2 separate regions of the Mus musculus genome follow, and region 2 is linked to region 1. Evidence: chromatin contacts called from public HiChIP or PLAC-seq data. All regions are on one chromosome and are shown on one strand. The core of a region is the stretch at or near the end of the contact, and the rest is flanking DNA. Distances in the headings are between cores, read along the strand shown.

Evidence for each region. HiChIP or PLAC-seq counts read pairs in DNA pulled down with a chosen protein or histone mark.
Region 2: a FOXA1 HiChIP or PLAC-seq map of pancreatic cancer cells shows a contact between it and region 1. The contact joins two enhancer-like sites. A contact is called at or near these places in 1 of 484 Hi-C or Micro-C datasets (embryonic stem cells), 1 of 115 datasets of contacts at active chromatin or transcription factors (pancreatic cancer cells) and 1 of 9 other capture datasets (embryonic stem cells).

What each region holds. Positions count from the first base shown.
Region 1 is chr10:69,870,177-69,875,427 of GRCm38.p6, reverse strand. Ank3 (ankyrin 3, epithelial) reads right to left here. Exons shown (of 43, transcript NM_146005.3): 10 at 4,229-4,426; 11 at 540-638. Among named protein-coding and RNA genes, the nearest start is that of Gm33416, 6.4 kb to the right of the region's middle. Within about 2 kb of position 2,982, at least 145 of the 459 cell types and tissues checked have an H3K27ac peak or open chromatin away from gene starts, as enhancers often do. A contact at or near this core is called in pancreatic cancer cells, where this site is marked.
Region 2 is chr10:70,055,119-70,060,691 of GRCm38.p6, reverse strand. No RefSeq gene overlaps it. Among named protein-coding and RNA genes, the nearest start is that of Ccdc6, 39 kb to the left of the region's middle. Within about 2 kb of position 3,346, at least 21 of the 459 cell types and tissues checked have an H3K27ac peak or open chromatin away from gene starts, as enhancers often do. A contact at or near this core is called in pancreatic cancer cells, where this site is marked.

The DNA of each region.
Region 1 (5,251 bases), core at 1,733-4,232:
AGGAGAGGTGTTCCAGATGTACAGGACCAGCTTGGCAAACGAATGAGACACATATACCTGCTCTAGGAGAAGAGCCAACGCTCCAATTTGCAGAGAGAGTTCCTGGAGTTGGGAAGGCAGAGAGGTGGATTGGGGTGGGGCAGTTCTGGAGTGGGGAGACCCACGCCTGTTTGCTATGCGGAGACCCAGTGCTGACACATAAGGATGAATTCTCTCGGTGGGTTCAGAGGAAATGCACACAGGGCTTCCCTGCTCCTAACTGCAACACTCCCATACTTCATTCACTGGACACGTTCACACAGAACAGTCCTTACTCTCTCTTAGCACAGGAACACGTTTCTCAGTCTTTCGGCCAGCCACCTGCAACCAAGTGTGGGTTGTTTGGTAGCACAGCCAGCCCCTACCCAAGAGGTGGCAGTCTGCCAACGAGATGCCCCTTAGGAGACAAGCAGGCCTATCTATAGCTGCTTCCCTAGAGGGAAACCCACGGCTGCCGAAGCTATACTCTCTAGTCCCCCGAGTCCCGCAAGTGTTCTCACCTCGGTTACGGCTTGAATAGATGCACCGTGCTTCAAAAGGAGTTCCATTACTCGGATGCGGTTCTTTTTGCAGGCGATATGGAGAGGGGTGAAGCCATTCTGTAAGGGACAAACACATGTATCTACTTAACTTCAGTACATGGGAGTCAGTTCCTACTGTGTGCAGGGAAAGACATCTAGTACAATAAGGCGCTGTGAGGACCCAGAACCAAAGTGGTTAGACACATGGCTTTCCTGGATGGACGAGTCTGGACTGGTTCCCAGCAAGGTTCCCAGGTTGTAACTTCCTTGTAGGGAAAAGGTGAAGTGTGCATAAACTTCTTTACTTTATTTTAGAGTTCCAAATAATTTTTTAATTTCATTTTGAGTTTTGACTCAGTGTCTCATTATATAAAGCCCAGCTGGACTCAGCCATGTGCCTTCTGATTTTTTCTTTTATTTTAAAAGTTATTATTATTATTACTTCATATATTTACTATTTACTTATGTATAAGAGTATATTGTAGTTGTCTTCAGACACACTAGAAGAGGGCATTGGATCCCATTACAGATGGTTGTGAGTCACCAAGTGGTTGCTGGGAATTGAACTCAGGACCTCTGGAAGAGCAGTCAGTGCTCTTAACCACTGGAGCCATCTCTCCAGCCCTGAAGTTATTATTTTATGTGTATTGATGCTACATATATATCTGCCCACGAGGTGTACACACTGCTCTGTGGAAGTCAGATCCCTGGGAACTGGAGTCACAAATAGTTGTAACCTGCTGTGCGGGTGCTAGGAATTGAACCCGGGTCCCCTAAGAGAGCAGTCAGCATTCTTCACCACTGAGCCATGTCTCCAGCCCTCCTACTTTTTCCTTTGGATGGTCTGGACAGCAGGCATGTGCCATTGCCCTAGCTGATATCCTTTGTCTTACCTGTGGGGCTGTCTCTAAGTGTTTGTTCCACCACTAACCGGCCTGACCCCACTCTGACCAGTTGGTCCTTCATATTATCCTTGATTGACTTACTATGATGCAAGTGTGTGTTAAGGTTTCAAACCTGGGACAAGCAGCTAAGGTGCCTATTTAACAATCAAAGTGGACCTGGCCTCCAGGTTCTCCCAGCATCCTTCAGTCCCTACCTGTTTCAGGGTATGGCTGGCATACTCTGCCCTCTATCCTGAACTTTCCAGCCTAGGGGCTGGGCTGCCCTTACCCCAGAGGCTCTCCCCTGTATAATCCTCTCCCCCTCCCCCTCCCCCACCCCCTTTTGCTCCTTTTGTACCTTTGTCCTCCTGGCTATTATACTTGTTTTCCCTCTCTCCTTTCTCCTGTCCCACAGGTGGTCAGGGTCATGACCACTCAAGTCTCTACCAGACGAGTCTGCCTCTGTGTCTCTCTTATATCTATAATAAACTTTCTCCTCCACCATACCTAGGAGCGGTCATGTCCTTTCCTCTCCTTTTTATTTCTTTTATTTCACTCAAAGCACCCACTCTCTTCCTGCCTCTGGACAACTTTGTACAAGAAACACAGCCTTATAAAGCACCGCTGTCCGGATTTGTAAACTCAGAACATCAAACTCCTAAATCCGGAGAGGATGGGTTTGCTTCCGAGAGAGGTGTCCTGCCTTGTACCTGGGTTCCCAGGCATTTAGCCCGAGCCTTCTGAGACTCCGTTGTAAAGGACCAGAGTGTGTTCACTGAGCCCTTCCCATCCCTCTATGGGTTGAATTAAGGAGCTTACTTCAAATACAGCTGGGGAAAACACAAGCATCAAGTCTGTCTGCACAGTCAACCTTTGCCAAGGCCTGCTCAGACTTGTCCCCTGTGTGACAGGACATTCTCAGGACAAGCTCCAGAGAGTTTCCTTTCTTAAGACTCAAACACGCAGCAGCAGAGGGACAGTGGTGTCACAAGGCTTTTAATCCCAGCAGAGGCAGGTGGATCTCTGTGTTCGAGGCCAGCCTGGTCTACACAGTGAATTCCAGGAGAACCGGGATTATTCAGAGAGACCCTATCGCAAAAAAGCAAAAGCGAAAACCACACCAAACCAAAAGGCTCGAGCATGGGCTTACTCTAAGGACCCAGGATCTCAGGTGACTCAATGGCGTGCAGCTCATTTGCTCAAAGGTTTACTCTCATAAAAGAATTGGCGTTTAAACAAATTACCCACCCAACCGTTCTCTGTCCAACAGCTGAGACTGGGCCGCCTGTTTCAGCCGTCAGTAGGGACCCGTACAAAGACGGAGGTTCACCACACAAAGATACAGCAGGTGCCCCTGGGCAGGTCCCAGGAATGCTTTTCTTATCTTTTCTTTCTTTCCTTTTTGGCTATAATCCATCCCAGGGTAACTGACTACAATGTCCCTCTGTTGGGAAAACTTGAGTCATAGGAAAATGAAAGTTAAGCCACGTCCTGCTTTAGAGCCTTACTTTTTTTTTTTTTCTCCTATGGAAAAAGAGTGACTCATGGCCATTCAGAGGTCCCCTCCCTTCTCAGAAGGCAGAGGCTTCTGACACACTGGGCAGGCCAGCAGCTCCTAAAATACTTTTTTTGGTAGACGCTGTTGGGTTTCCAAAGACCAAGGCGCTGCCGGCTGTGTACTGAGTGCCAAGCTCCCTCCTCTCCACTGAATTTCAGGCCCCCCTGAGGCAGAGGCACAGAGGTTCTGAAGGCAAGGTCACAAGGCAGCGTTTGAGGGAAGCAGAAGCCTGCCAGGAAGGGTTGGCTGGAGTCAACCTATACCTCAAAATCACTAGTCAATCAACGTCTTCCCCGGGACTGGGCATTTTCGTTCTTTCTCTGAGTGCCTGGGCTTACTCTGAATGAAATGTCAACACTTTACTAGGGATTATTTATTTCAACCGTACTAAGGGTTATTTACTTTAACAATAGCAAGCATTGTCTTATTAAAAAACAAAACAACAACAAAGGTTAATATCATTTAAGCTCACAAATTCTTGGACAAATAGTATTATTATTTTTTAAGACAGGGTCTCACTATGTAGCTCTGGCTAGCCTGGGACTAGCCAGACCTGGCTGGCCTCAAACTCAGAGCTCTCCTGCTCTTGACATTATGCCCAGCTGTCTGTTTATATGCATGTATGTATAATGTATATATGTATGTATATGTGTGTATACATACATACACACACACATATACACATGCATGTATAAATGTATAATATATATGTACATACATACATATCATTCATACATATGTACATTATCATTATTTTTATCTGAAAGAAAGTCTCCTTCTGTAGATCAGGCTGATTTTGAACTCATAGTAATCCTCCTGACTCAGCCTTACAAGGGCTGGCAGTCATGTCTAGTTTGCTTCAAGATTCTATACGTCAGAAAGAAAACAACAAAACCCCTCTAACTGGAGGAATCATAACATTACCGCAGTGAGGTGAATGAAGCTGTTCAGGTCGGTCTTTTTTATAACCGTTTAATGTCAGGCTCTCTCTCAGGTAAGAGGAACCTGAGTGGGGCCCTGAAGAACCAGCCGTTTTGCACTGTCAGCTTTATTCCCACCAGCACAGGAGGCTTTGTCTACTCCCAAGGACATTTGGAAAGATTAACAAAGTACAGTGATTTAATGGGCATTCCGTCTTTGTCTCTGGAAGAGCAATCCCTCCACACGCGATGCATCATGTGCCGCTGGCAAGACCCTCGCTTGGGTTGGATGGCAGGACTACTCACCAGGGCTTTGGCATTGGGGCTAGCTTTCTTATCCAAAAGAACCTTGGCAACTTTGTAATGGCCGCAGTGGGCAGCCACATGGAGGGCAGTCAGGTAGTCGTTGGTGACGTCGTCCACGGGCACGTTGTGCTGGAGGAGGAGTTGGACGCAGTTTAAATGGTCTCCTTGTGTGGCCATGTGCAGTGGCGACAATCCATTCTGGAACACGGAAGGGGAAGAGGACTCATTGTTTTTGTTTTTTTGTTTTTTTTGTTTTTTTTTTTCTTTTTAGCTCAAATGAGGCAAATAACAGAACAAACAGGAACATGTTAAAAACTCTGATGCTTCATTTGGAAATACCTTACGATTTTAAAAGGCACTGACAATCCTTTTGAACGGCTCCTGCTTTAAAAAGAAAACTTTTCTTTCTTGTGTTAAAGAAAAAAAAATAGTCCAGGGTAGTTTCTTTCCCCAGTTTAAAACTTATATGGTTTGTACCAGGGGCCAGAAGTTACTATATTCCCAGTAGGATTTATCATTTAAAAATGCAAGAAAAAAAATAGTGAAAGCCAACTCCTAATCACTGGACTCTTGCTGTTTTTTTGCCCTTGCAGAACATTACCGAGCTTCAGAAACAAGACTACCCTGTGGCAGGGAAACCTTCATCCATTTCTAGAAGTCTGGCGCCCCCATGCGTCAGCAAGTAAAAGGAAGCCACTGACCCAGTGAAGAGTCCGCAGCTTAAATCATCCTGGCTTAATAATAGTCACGGGCAGCATGAAGATTGAAGATTTATTTCAAGATCTCAGAGAAGAAATGAATATAGGAGCCCTCAGGGTCCATCTCCAGCACTGAAGGGAAAATTGTGAAGAATGGCAGTCACCCCTCAGTGGTTGGATACGTGAATCAAGGCCAAGCAGGCTAACGTGAGTCCTTTCGAGCTTCTGTTACGTATGGAAGCAAAGTGGGAGAGCCCAGAGAGTCTCAGCAGGCTCATTTACCACAAGGGAGGTCTAAATTACCAATAGTATAATTTAGCACATT
Region 2 (5,573 bases), core at 2,097-4,596, 180 kb before region 1:
TGGCACTGTAACAGCTCTATTACCCTGATACATTTAGGAAGAGAGGAAAAAAATTAAAAATTACACATAATCCAATTAAACAGAAATAAGTACTAACTGGTGTCTTCGCAAGGATGCCTGCAGCTGACTTGCTTCAAACCCTTTGACTAAGGAGTGTAGCTCAGTTGTAGAGCGTGTGCCTTGCCTGGCACGAGGAAGCTGAGTTCCATCCCCAGCGCAAGCAGAAGTAAATAAATATAAGAAAACATTGGCCTAATTTGCAGCAAGCCCACAGCTGCGGCTGTTACTGCTCCGTCTTCAGCCTTGTGCAGCTTTCCCTTGGCCAAAACCACACAACATTGTCTCTAAGCACTTAACAAGTCAGGGTAAGGCGGAGGCACAAGAAACACACCTGCTCTCCCTTGGGGGGTGCGGTGCAGTGCGCTGGATCAGCTGGCTGGGTCCCTTTCTGTCTCCCCTCTCTGGACAGGTGCAGCCCTGTAAGCGGGAACAGAGTGGAACAGGTTCCGTGTTGGCAGATGCTCGGCAAAGGAATGAAGACGGCTTTCATCCTGCCAGCTGGTGTAAAGCTGAACTGTTTCAAAACTAACGCAGAGCCTACGCCAAGGAAAGCGCTGTGTGCGCATTAGAGCGTGGCTGTGTACTCATTAGAAGATCAGCGTGTTAAAGAAATACGGTGCAGCCGAAACTCAAGACAAGTTAACCATTGATGCGTTGCTGTGTTATCCCAGGTATCTCTTGTTCATAAAGTTACACGTTTAGATGTACACAAAGAACTACAGATGCAAAACTGTTCTATTCTATGTGGTTCTTGATTTTCCACATTAGCACCTGGGAATTTGCTTTCAAAGTTGCAGCCACAAGACTGGTCCTATCAGCTCTCAGTCATGAAGGGGGCAGGACTTATTACTCCTTTACTTTTGTTTTTTGTTTTTTTTGTTTTTTGTTTTTTTTTTTTTTTAGATTCTGGGGGAAAGGGAAATCGTTATTTTTAGTTGTAAACCCTCAGACAAGCCTATCAGGTCTGGTGGATAACTCAAAACCTTTGGTCGTCCAGCTTTGCTTATCCAGCTTGGTTAATATCAGAGAGTCACAAAATACAATGAATAGACATGAACTTGATAATTCATGGAGAGGAGGGAGAATGGATGGGGTAGATTAGAGGTAGGTGTCAGTAGGCATTGTGTACATGTGTAGAACGTCTAAGAACAAATTTACTTAAAAAAAAAAAACTACTTAAACAGATTAAAAACAACAGAAAAGTCCCAAGTCATTAAGCAGATCTTGCAGATCCCACATAATTAAGAACTGAAGAGGTTTGGGTAAATCAGCTTTTGAACAAGAATTCTGGGTAATTAAAACCATGGGCACTAATTGTAAGTCCTCCTTGCTGACCGGATGGTTCTTTTCTTTTCTTTTCTTTTCTTTTCTTTCTTTCTTTTTTTTTTTCTTTCCTTTTTCAAGACAAGGTTTCTCTGTATAGTCCTGGCTGTCCTGGAACTTATTCTGTAGACCAGGCTGGCCTCAAACTCAGAAATCTGCCTGCCTCTGCCTCCCCCTTGCTGGGATTAACAGCATGTGCCACCACCGCCTGGCCACTGGATGGTTCTTAAAAACAAAACTCGTTAGTTGCTCATTAGCCCCTCATTTAGGTGAGATGGCCCCAAGTGACATCCTGGACGCCTCCTTGGAGCCAACATGGCTCTCTGATATCTTGGACCTTTTTGCCTGGACTTGATTACACCTGAAGCTTTGCCAAGATGAAAAATTAAGATGTCCGTCTTCATTCATTTTCTATGTCTGTGATAAGACACTGTGGCCAAAACTACTTATAGAAGAGTGGGCTGGGGGATTCCAACCTCAGGGGGTTTCAGTTCATGAGCCTAGTGATATGCCATGGTGGCGGGCAGGCATAAGAGTAGGCAGGCAGGCACGGCGATGGAGTGGTAACTGAGAGTTTACCATCCTGAGCCACAGCCACTCAGCAGAGAGGACTAAGCGGGGCACAGTTATTGCTAATCTTTTCTTCGAGGTTTTTCTCTGGGTGCTTGTAGCCAGCTGTTCATTCTTTCAACAGCTGTTAGCTCAGCATTTTGCTCGCAGTAGTATTGGAGACAGACTGAAAGGTGGCTGCAGTCGGTGGACTGGCTTGTCCAACTTCGATTCCGGTCCCCAAGTCTCTTTGTTGAGTGCTAGAACTACCTAAGGGGAAAGTGGTTCTTTCAAGAAAGAGTTCCGGTCTGGAGAGATGGCTCAGTGGTTAAGAGCACTAGCTGCTCTTCCAGAGGTCCTGAGTTCAATTCCCAGCAACCACATGATGGCTCACAGCCATCTGTAATGGGATCTGATGCCCTCACCTGGTGTATCTGAAGACAGCTACAGTGTACTCACAATACATAAAATAAATAAATCTTAAAAAAGAAAGGAAGGAAGGAAGGAAGAAAGAAAGAAAGAAAGAAAGAAAGAAAGAAAGGAAGGAAGGAAGGTAGGTAGGTTTCCTAGTCTTGTAATGTGATGTGTTGAGACAACACACTGGGTGCGTGAGAGGAAGGGCCACTGCAGTCGCTCTCTGGAGGACACAGGGGAAGAGGGTAGGGGCTGTAGCGGGAAAGGACAGAGGGAGACAGACATTGTGGAGCATGACAGATATCTGAAGAGTAAGGAGCTCTGTCTTGTTCTCCCAACTCAGGGCCTTTAGTGTTTCTTCCAGGATGCTATTCTCTGTTCCCATTATTTGTTTAACTAGTTGGCTATACACAATCTGTGTACTAGTCTTTTTTGTTTGCTTGGGGTTTTTTGTTTGTTTGTTTGTTTTTGAGACAAGGTTTTCTCTATGTAGCCTTGGCTGTCCTAGAACTTTTTCTGTAGACCAGGCTGGCCTTGAACTCAAAGAGATCCTCTTGCCTCTGCCTCCCGAGTGCTGGGATTAAAGGCATGTGCCACCACTGTCCTGTTTACACTAGTCATTTTCTTAATCCAGATCTGGAAATGTGTCTTCCTAGAGGCCAACCCCTGGCCTTGTCTACATTTGTCTCCTAATGTGAACTACCTCACGGGGTGTTCAGTTTGTTGAGCAGAGGGGTTAACCAAGTTGCTCACCCACACCACCTGTTGATAACCTAAATTGTTGAATGCTTTGGACTAGAAATAAGTTCAGATAACTCCGATGTGGTATCGTTGCTAATGCAGCTGTATGTAGAGACAAAAACTTCTGGCTGAAGAGTCTAACTCTAAGAGTCTAGGACTAGTGTGTGCTGCCATCCCATGACCCTTCCTGAGACTCCATATGTGTGTTTTATACATGAGCAAGGAGTTAAGACAGCCTATCAGGTCTGCATCCAGTCTATTTTGGGGCCATCTGTCTCCACAACCTGACCACAACTGTTTAATGTGTCAGTCAGCGTTGTCTGAAGTCTATCCCAGGGCCTCTCTTGGCAGACTCCCAAGGTGAAAAATTGTTCCAGAATCCACATCCAGGGCCATGTAGCTCACCCCAGCCTGTTACTGCCTAAATATAGCTGTGCAGCTTGGCTAAGTGGTTTATAAAGGATGGTCAGCGTCTTAGAAGGAAGGACACTTCGTTTGCTGTGGCCCTTCCTCACCCCCCCCCCCCATCTAGAACAAATCAACCCTCACCTCACATGTCATGGAAGTACAAAATTTCTAAATATTCAAACATCCAAATGGGTTATTTGGGGGGTGATATTAGTCATAACTGTTCATTCTTTACAGCTCTAAAGGCTCTGAGTGGAAATGGCTGTGGTTTGCCTCTTTGATTTCTGTGTTGACACAAAACCAGTTGTCATCTCAAAGGGACTGGGGACAATGTATGCTGGCACCGAATGTGGGAAACTGAGGCCCTGAGACACAGGTTTCGTTTCCCCAGTTACCGAGACCCACTGTCCAATTAGTCATGTGAAACTTTATTAGTTACACAACAAAGGAACTCGTAAGTCAAGGTGTCGATCCCACGCTTTGCTGGGAACCCCACTTAAGCCGTTCATAGCAAAGTGGGGGTAGGGTGGGCTCTGTGATCGGCTCCAGGGTTATCTGGTGATGCTCTTAGCTTTTAGGTGAGGGGAAAGCAATGGTTTGCAAAGAATTCGTTTTAAACTTATCAAAAGTTATAAAGACCTTAGGTCCATTGCAAGCTGTGCAATGATTGGCTTTCAGAGCTGTTAAAAATAGCTCAGGAATTTGCTCCCTGCCCCACCCCAAGATACGGTTTCTCAGTGTAGCCCTGGCTGTCCTGGAACTTGCCTTATAGACCAGGCTGGCCTTGAACTCACAGAGACCTGCCTGCCTCTTTCTCCACTACTCCTGACTTAGATCATTTGGCTTTAGTCTGCAACATTTTAAGGTCTTATCTCAAAATTTTAGTCATTTGGCCTTATGGAATCTTTAACACAGGTGTGGGTTTTTTGGGTTTTTTTGTTTTTTTTTTTTTTCCTGCAATTTTTTCAGTTCACATTTGCTTATGATTTTGATTTCTATCAGGAACATCCTCCTTTAAAGGGCTTTAAAGTATCAAATTTATGTCTCTCTTATTGGACCGTGAAACCAGAATCCTACTTAGAAGGATGACCTCAGGAAGAAAGGCAGTGGCCCCCCTCTTTGCACTTCTGGGATGAGAAGTGATCTGGGTAGCATTGCTAGTATGACAGTTGGAGCTGCCCTGTGGAGACCACACTCTACAACTGTGGAGGGATGCTTACAGACCAGGAAAACAAACCCAGTCGGCCCAAGGACAAACAAACAAAATATTGGCGATACTAGATATCACTGATTGTGTCTAGGAATCACAGCGTTTCTAAATTCTCAACCTACAATCTTTAGGGACTCTCATTTCTCTGATATACCAGCTTTTCTGCCTTGGTTGGCTTCTCTTTCATCTTAATTGGGCTTCCTCCAGGGGTCAGGCTGGGTATGCGTCGTCCCGAGCTTGTCACCATCTCACTGAACAACTCCAAAGACTAAGGCCTACTCTTTGTCTGTGCCCGCATGACCAAGACCAAAGGAGCACTCTAAGTTAGAGGCAAGACACCCTCAGCATGTGCAGTGTCTTTGACAACTTACATGAAATCTTTGAGTCACATGACTTTGCCTTTCGGTGCTTCAGGTGTCCCTATGCACCTGTTGGTGGGCAGGTGCAGGAGTTGTTCTGACTAATTTTGTAGTGTTGGTTTCAAACTCAAAACACCTCTCATGTGATTGTGGCCCTTCAGCCACACATGTGAATGGGCGTTTCAGCAGCTGAGGCTGCAGATTTGCTGAGATGGTTCTGTCCCTTGGGGCTTTGTTAGGCCCAGCAGCTTTGCTGAGAACTCTAGTCATAACAAGTAGGCTAGTCTATGTACACATGTTAAACACTCATCAATTTTCACAGACTAGATAGGGTCACCCCCTTTCAGGCAAGGCATGGCTAGGTGATAGCAGAGGTGTACCATCAACATATATATATATATATATATACATACACACATATATATGTGTGTGTGTGTGTGTATGTGTATGTATATGTGTATATGTATATATGTATATATACATAATTTGAATATATATATATATATGTA